2 separate regions of the Mus musculus genome follow, and region 2 is linked to region 1. A link is a contact called in public Hi-C data. All regions are on one chromosome and are shown on one strand. The core of a region is the stretch at or near the end of the contact, and the rest is flanking DNA. Distances in the headings are between cores, read along the strand shown.

Region 1 (3,197 bases), core at 328-2,827:
TTCTTGTTAGAAGTTCTTTTTGTGGATAAGGTGCCTAATTTGCTTATTTCTATTCTAGCTGGTGCATTTTTTTGGCTTAAGAACTTACTCTTGGTGAGGAGTGATGGTACACACCCATAGTCAAAGCATGCAGGAGGCTGAGCTAGAAGATGTAGCATTTTAGGCCAGCCTAGGACACATAGCTATACTGTGTCTCTAAAATGACAGAAAGCATTTTTTTAAAAGATTTATTTATCGTATGTATGTGAGTACACTGTCACCCTCTTCAGACACACCAGAAGAGGGCATCAGATCCTATTACAGATGGTTATGAGCCACCATGTGGTTGCTGGGAATTGAACTCAGGACCTCTGAAAGAGCAGTCAGTGCTCTTAACGGCTGAGGCATCTCTCTAGCCAGTTGTTTGTTTTGTTGTTGTTGTTGTTGTTGTTTTAATGGCAAAGGACCACAGGGCTTAATGCATACCAGGCAAGCACTGTGCCACTGAGCCACATCTGCAGACCTAAGAAGTCACTCTTTGTCCTGAGGTCCTAACTTTTTAGGTTGGTATATACATGATGAGGCTTTGTCATTGTGTCTTCATTCATGAGTATCATTGCATTCTGCCCGACTATTGCCTTCCCTGATAGGTCTCTTATGCACCTGGAAATGATGTTGAACCTATAGCAGGAGAGAGACGATATTGTTTCTTTCTGGTGGGATTCTAAGCTTCCCCAAGACCATTTACCTGTACCTCAGTCCTCAGATGAACCTGTGTACAGTAGGTCCTCCGCAAGCAGCTAGAAACCTGGATCCTCAGAGTTCTCTCCACGCTGCTTACAGAAGCTCACCATGCCTAGACTGCTGAATAAACAGTGCTGAATGTGGGGCTTCAGCTTTCCTTCTGGAAAAGCAAGGCTGTCTCTGTGACCACCTCTAAGAGAAGTCCTGGCTCTGGGTCTCCATGGGCTTCCCTGGCAGGTCATCGTGGTCATTGCTGTAGAAGTTTAGGGCAGAGAGGAGACCCCAGGAAGGCAGAGTGTAGTTTTCTCCATATCTTTTTGCCTTGATCAGCCGCAGCTTGAGATGATTGTGCACTGAGCCCCATGGATCCTCTTAGCCTGACTCATCTTATTTGGGCTGGTATTGGGACCTCCATATAATGTCCTTTCCTCTTTGATGTCCCCATAATACTGAAGAGTAGCTCTTTGGGCAGAATTCTACTGTCAGATGTTAGCTTTCTTGTTTCCCCATTTCCCTTTCAGGGATTTTAGGAGGGCCTGGGATACCACTGTACCACTAATGGCTGTGCCAACTCTCAGAAAGGAATAGTGGAAGTGCCCAGCAGGGAGACAGAGGAGGGTGTTAAATGGCCACCAGTAAATCTTCTAAGTGGCTGTATTTTTATGTGTTTTGCAATTGGCAACATACATATTTTCACACCTATTTTAACTGGCATTCATAATTTTTATAATCTTGGACCGTGTATTTCTGTGATGTCTTTAGTTAGGCATTTCCTGCTATCCCAGTCTTGCCTGAGACTCTGAAATCCCAAGCTTACATTCTCAGCTCCTCCCTCAGCCTTTGTATGTGGTTTATGGCTCATCAAGATGTTCTGCGAGCTGCTGTCCCCCTGGGGAGATAGATGTACAAGAACATTATCATGCTTGCAGACATGTCCCACAGCTTTTACATTTTCCTTAAAAGTATTATGGTCATTTTTCTTTTCTCTTCTTCCTTGTATATCCATTGTATGAAATGGTGAGTTTTACTATGTTGTCACAGCACATGCTCACGTCATGCATTCTCCCTGTATTCTCCCCTATTTCCCTCCCCTCCTGCTGGTCTCCTTTGTCTTCCCAAATAGTTCCCTCTTGCTTATATAACATTTATGTGTGTCTGCTAATGTGCATGAGTGTGTGTATGTTTTCGATTTTCTTCCAAATGTCCTAATTTTATTCTTTATTTCTTAAAACTCCATTATGTATCCGTATCACATTTCTTTATGTTGATAGACATCTCAGCTAATTCCATAACTTGAGAATTGTGAATAGTGTTACAGTAAACATAGATATGCAAATATCTCTGTGGTGTGCTGACTTGGAGACTCGGGGTGCTTTAGCTGGTTCCTGGGGTACTTCTTTAGGAGGAGCCTCCATACTGACCTGTACATTGTGTGGATCAGTTTGCATTCCCATCACAGTGTATAAGGGTTCTTTAATTTGTAGATTTGTAAGAGCATTCTTTGTAATGTTTAAATCATGTTGTCTTTGGCCATAGAGAGGAGCAGAGTACAGACTCGGTGTGACTGGCACTCCACACCACGCAGTGTGCCTTGTGGCATAGCTGACTTGAGCCTGTTCCCAAAGCTCCAGCCATGTCTCTACTTATTTGCATCTTCTGCCTACAGAAGCACACGCCCACCCTGATATTTGGTGCAGATTTCTACTGGTACTCACATAAACAGATCAGGAATACCCAGCTAATTTCCCTCCTAATGAGGGGAAGCAAACAATGACAGCCATTTTCAGAACTGCCTGGAATCAAGCCTAGAGTCCTGAATCGCACTGCAGCAGTCTCCTGACCACTGCTGATGCTTCAGGCTGTCTCTCCACTCACAGCGACTCCCCTCAGGGCTCCATAAACAAGTCTGTCTCTATCCACTTGTTCCATAAAAAGAGCATCTAGAAGGGGATTGATTTTTTTTTTTTAATCCTGTCTGGTATAAAACCGTTGCAAGCATCTCATGCTATCCATGAGACACCCGTTCTGCCTTATGGTTTACCTTTTCTGCCATCTTGCCCCCTGCATCCTGAGTACCAGCCAGCCAGTTGGCCTGGAGTGACTGTCATATTCTGTCATAATTGGGCCTCATTAGATTGTCATGCCAGGCCATCTTCCTGGGTTGGAAGTAGAAATGGTCTCGGTGCATCATTGGTTCCTGGAGCTGCTGGGTAAGTGACAGCAGCAGGGACTGCAGCCTTTTCTCCCCAGCCAGAGCTGCTGCTGTAGCAGTGCACTGGAGTGTATTATCAAGTTGCACACATTAGTGGAGCACCACCTGATCTTTTGGTGTTCATATATTGCATGTGTAAGTCAGACTAAATTATCTCCACGGACAGCTATGATTTCTTTAGGGAAAATATTCAGAATTCTGTCTTGCTCTGTGATATTGGCAGTCTGTGATTGTCTGTAGTCACCCTGTGTGCAGTAACATG
Region 2 (3,197 bases), core at 413-2,912, 55 kb before region 1:
CGGCACACTGTCACAGGAAGTGTTTAGGAACAAGATTATCTCCAAGACACGCCTTCCAAAGACCTTTATTCTTTAACCTGGAATCACCTTCTAAAGTTCTCTGAACCTCCCAAACCACTGCCATTTGTTAAGTTTTAAACCCAGGACATGGGTGAGGTGCCAGTTTAGCACATCAAAGTGGACCTGGCCTCCAGGTTCTTCCAGCAGCCTCAGTTCCTACCTGATATAGGGTATGGCTGGCATATCCCACCCTTTACCCTGAACACTCCAGCCCAGAGGCTGGGCTGCCCTTCCCCCCCCCCCCAGGGGCTCTTCCCTATATAGTCCAGACATTTTGTTACCCAGCCTTTTTGTACCTTTGGCCTCCTGGCTGCTGCACCTGGTTCTTTTCTTCCCTCCTTCTCCTTACCCCTTCCCCTTGCCCAGTATTAGATTTTCACAGATGTCTCAGCTTTTGGCTACACTCTCCCACAGATAAGCTTTCTCCTCCACCACACCTAGGGGGAATTCATATCCTTTCCCTTCCTTTTTATTTCTTTTTCTTTCGTTCACAACTAGCTGGGGACAACTTCCAACATGAGCCTACGGGAGACATCTTATGTGCAAATTACAACATCATCTAACTTTCTCACCAACCCAATAACCCTAGGTATTGTTATTGTTCTCATTTGACAGGTAGGAAAACTGAGGTGCAGAGCAACTAATTTTTAAGATCATACCTAAAGTAAGTGGTAGTATTAGGATAAACCCAAGTAGCTGAGACACAAGCTCATTTGTATTTCTGTCCTAAATTGCTAGGACTTATATCTGACTCTAGTTCAAGGTCATGGGACATCATCCTAGCTCTGTTAACCATACGAACATTTCAGGCTTACACTTGTTGAGAAGAAAATTTAGCAACTTGGCAGATCCTAGGAATTCCCCTGTAGTGCTTAATAAATGTATCCTCTTTTTGGAGATCTGAATTTAACATTTTCCACCTCGAAATCTGGATTGCTACCAAGTGTGAGGGTTGTAGTCCAGTGTAACGGCTTTTGAGTTGGATAGATTTTGTCTTGCTCACCTGCAGCTCTTAGCTTTCAGGAGTTGTGTCTCTCTCTGAGTGTCAGTTTCCCCATCTGACAAGTGCAGTCAATGAGGTAACAAGCAAAACACAAAGTACTTCGGGCAATGCCTGTTACCCAGCAACAACAGTGACAGAATGACAGTGGCAATGTCCAGGCAGTCAAGATGCCTTAAAGACTCTTGAGATTATGGTGGGCAGTTTGGAAGGGTTGCAACATAAAACTTAGGACATCAAATTGAAATGGAATTTCAGATAAACAATATTTTAAAAATAACTGCTTAAGTATCTCCCAAATACTGCATGAGATATATTTAAGCTAAACGTGGGTTTTGTTGGGTTTTTTTGTTTGTTTGTTTTTGTTTTGTTTTTTCCTATTCTTGTTAACCTGAAATCCCAAATTATGAAGCGGCCCGATGCGTGTTACATAAGACAACTCCAGGCCTCAAAGCCTCAACCCCCAGTCTGTTCCAGTGAAAGTTGGATCCTGACCCCGGGAGGATCCCACTAGGGGTGGCAATCTCCGTGTTCTGCCCAGGCAGTACTAGCAGCACCCAGAGCGGCCCCGCCCCGCCCGGCCCTCCTGGAGGGCAGGTTCCAGAAGCTGTTCCAGGCGGGGCTGCCGGGTGGTGTGGAGTCGCTCCCTCCTCTCACAGAACGTGCCCAGGCAAGGCCAGTCGCTCGCCATGTCCGCTATGGAGGCGGCGGATGTTTTCCACAGAGCCCGGGGCAGGACCCTGGACGCGTTTTCCTCAGGTACTGCTTGGCTCTTCGCCTGGGAAGGGGGGCACTCCAGAGCTGCAGAACCTTCCGCGAGGGGAACCTTCCGGTCGCGGGCGCTCACTTCTATCCGGATCCCTTCGTGGGTTGCACACAGCACCGGGGACCGTTGTCGGAGTTGTTCCTCCCTCGCAGTGTTGGGTGCTTCGCTGGCCTTGACTTGACCTTGCAAACCACAAACTTAAAAAATAAAGCAAACAAACTAAACAGAAGCGGGGCGGAGGTGGCAGAGAAGTGAATGACTGCTTGGGCTCTGCTACGGGGCCTGTCTTCTCTCTTCCTTGGCAAGCTTCTGCGGGGCAGCTGACAAGCGCTGTGTGTGTCAGGGGCTGTCAATTGTAGTGAGAGTGTTTTTATATCCAGTTGCTTACTGTAACCGTAGAAAGGGAAGGCATTCTGGTCCAGGTAGCGTTCTTGGAAGTTGGGCTTAGATAATCTGACCCAGTCTTGCCTCAAAGGGAGCGTTGTTAACACATCAGACTATTTCTGTAACCTTGGGTGTGGAACACATGCTGGGTGTTAAGCAAATGATAGGCCCCAGCAACTCAGAGGATACCGGATTGGTTCCTGTTTCCCTGTGTTTCCTTTGGATCTTTGGGGTTGATTCTTCTCTGGCACTTGGCTTAGAATCACAGGAACGCTCGCCTTGTTATCCAGCCTCTAATTTGCCTGAACTGCTCTGAAAAAAGAATCAGGCCCGTTCCAAACCCGGAGGGCCTTGGCACCTGCTCTCCTCTGCTCACCTGGTGGGACTTGGAAGTCTGGCACCTTCTCAGCCTTCACATCCTATTTTCAGGTTCATTTCCTCAGACTTACCTCTGCCTAGCTAGCCAAAGAAGATCAATCCTACAGTTCTCTGCTAGGCCTTTGTTTCTTTTCCCCTCCTTGCAGTTCAAGGTTCTGCACAGGTGCGCACAGCCAAAAATCCACTGATGGTGGACTGGGGAAAGTCCAGTCTGCAGTGTTGCCATTTTCTACAGATTTTAATGTGTCTTAGGTTTTTGTTTGTTTGTTTTCCCAGCCTACATGTTTTTGAGATGCCTCCTATTCTAAGTAGTTCTCCTTCCTTCCTTCCTTCTGAACAGTATCCCATTGATTGCGCATTCGTGCTGTATGTTTTGTTAATGGATGTGCTGAGTTTTACCAACTTGGTGTCTTTCTTGTCTTTGCTTCTCCAGATTTCTCTTTGCCACAGTGCTCTAGGAGCGACTGCTTGCAGGAATGAACTCTTTGTCCTGATCCTTAGATTGGCAGGAGAGCTGGGCAAGAAGACACTCAGCCAACCAGAAGCTCCCACGGGAGATTAGGGGGAGGAGAAACAAACACCTGAATGTGTATTCCTGCACTTGATGCC

What was found. A called contact is a pair of places that touch in the nucleus more often than the background predicts.
Region 2: a contact with region 1 is called in a Hi-C map of adipose-derived mesenchymal stem cells, with 2.0 times the contacts expected there. The contact joins the promoter of Cpped1 here to the enhancer-like site in region 1. A contact is called at or near these places in 3 of 39 promoter capture datasets (the HPC-7 cell line, epiblast stem cells and stem cell-derived epiblast-like cells), 2 of 484 Hi-C or Micro-C datasets (adipose-derived mesenchymal stem cells and nephron progenitors), 5 of 115 datasets of contacts at active chromatin or transcription factors (the SCID.adh cell line, bone marrow-derived macrophages, embryonic stem cells and 1 more) and 3 of 9 other capture datasets (adipose tissue, embryonic stem cells and liver).

Annotation. Positions count from the first base shown.
Region 1 is chr16:11,852,566-11,855,762 of GRCm38.p6, reverse strand. The region is part of intron 2 of Cpped1 (calcineurin-like phosphoesterase domain containing 1); the gene reads left to right. Among named protein-coding and RNA genes, the nearest start is that of Gm9961, 47 kb to the left of the region's middle. Within about 2 kb of position 1,577, at least 29 of the 459 cell types and tissues checked have an H3K27ac peak or open chromatin away from gene starts, as enhancers often do. A contact at or near this core is called in adipose-derived mesenchymal stem cells, where this site is marked.
Region 2 is chr16:11,907,888-11,911,084 of GRCm38.p6, reverse strand. It overlaps Cpped1 (calcineurin-like phosphoesterase domain containing 1), which reads left to right and starts at 1,662. Exons shown (of 4, transcript NM_146067.3): 1 at 1,662-1,819. The coding sequence starts at 1,750. All of the region lies in intron 2 of Gm9961 (predicted gene 9961), which reads right to left.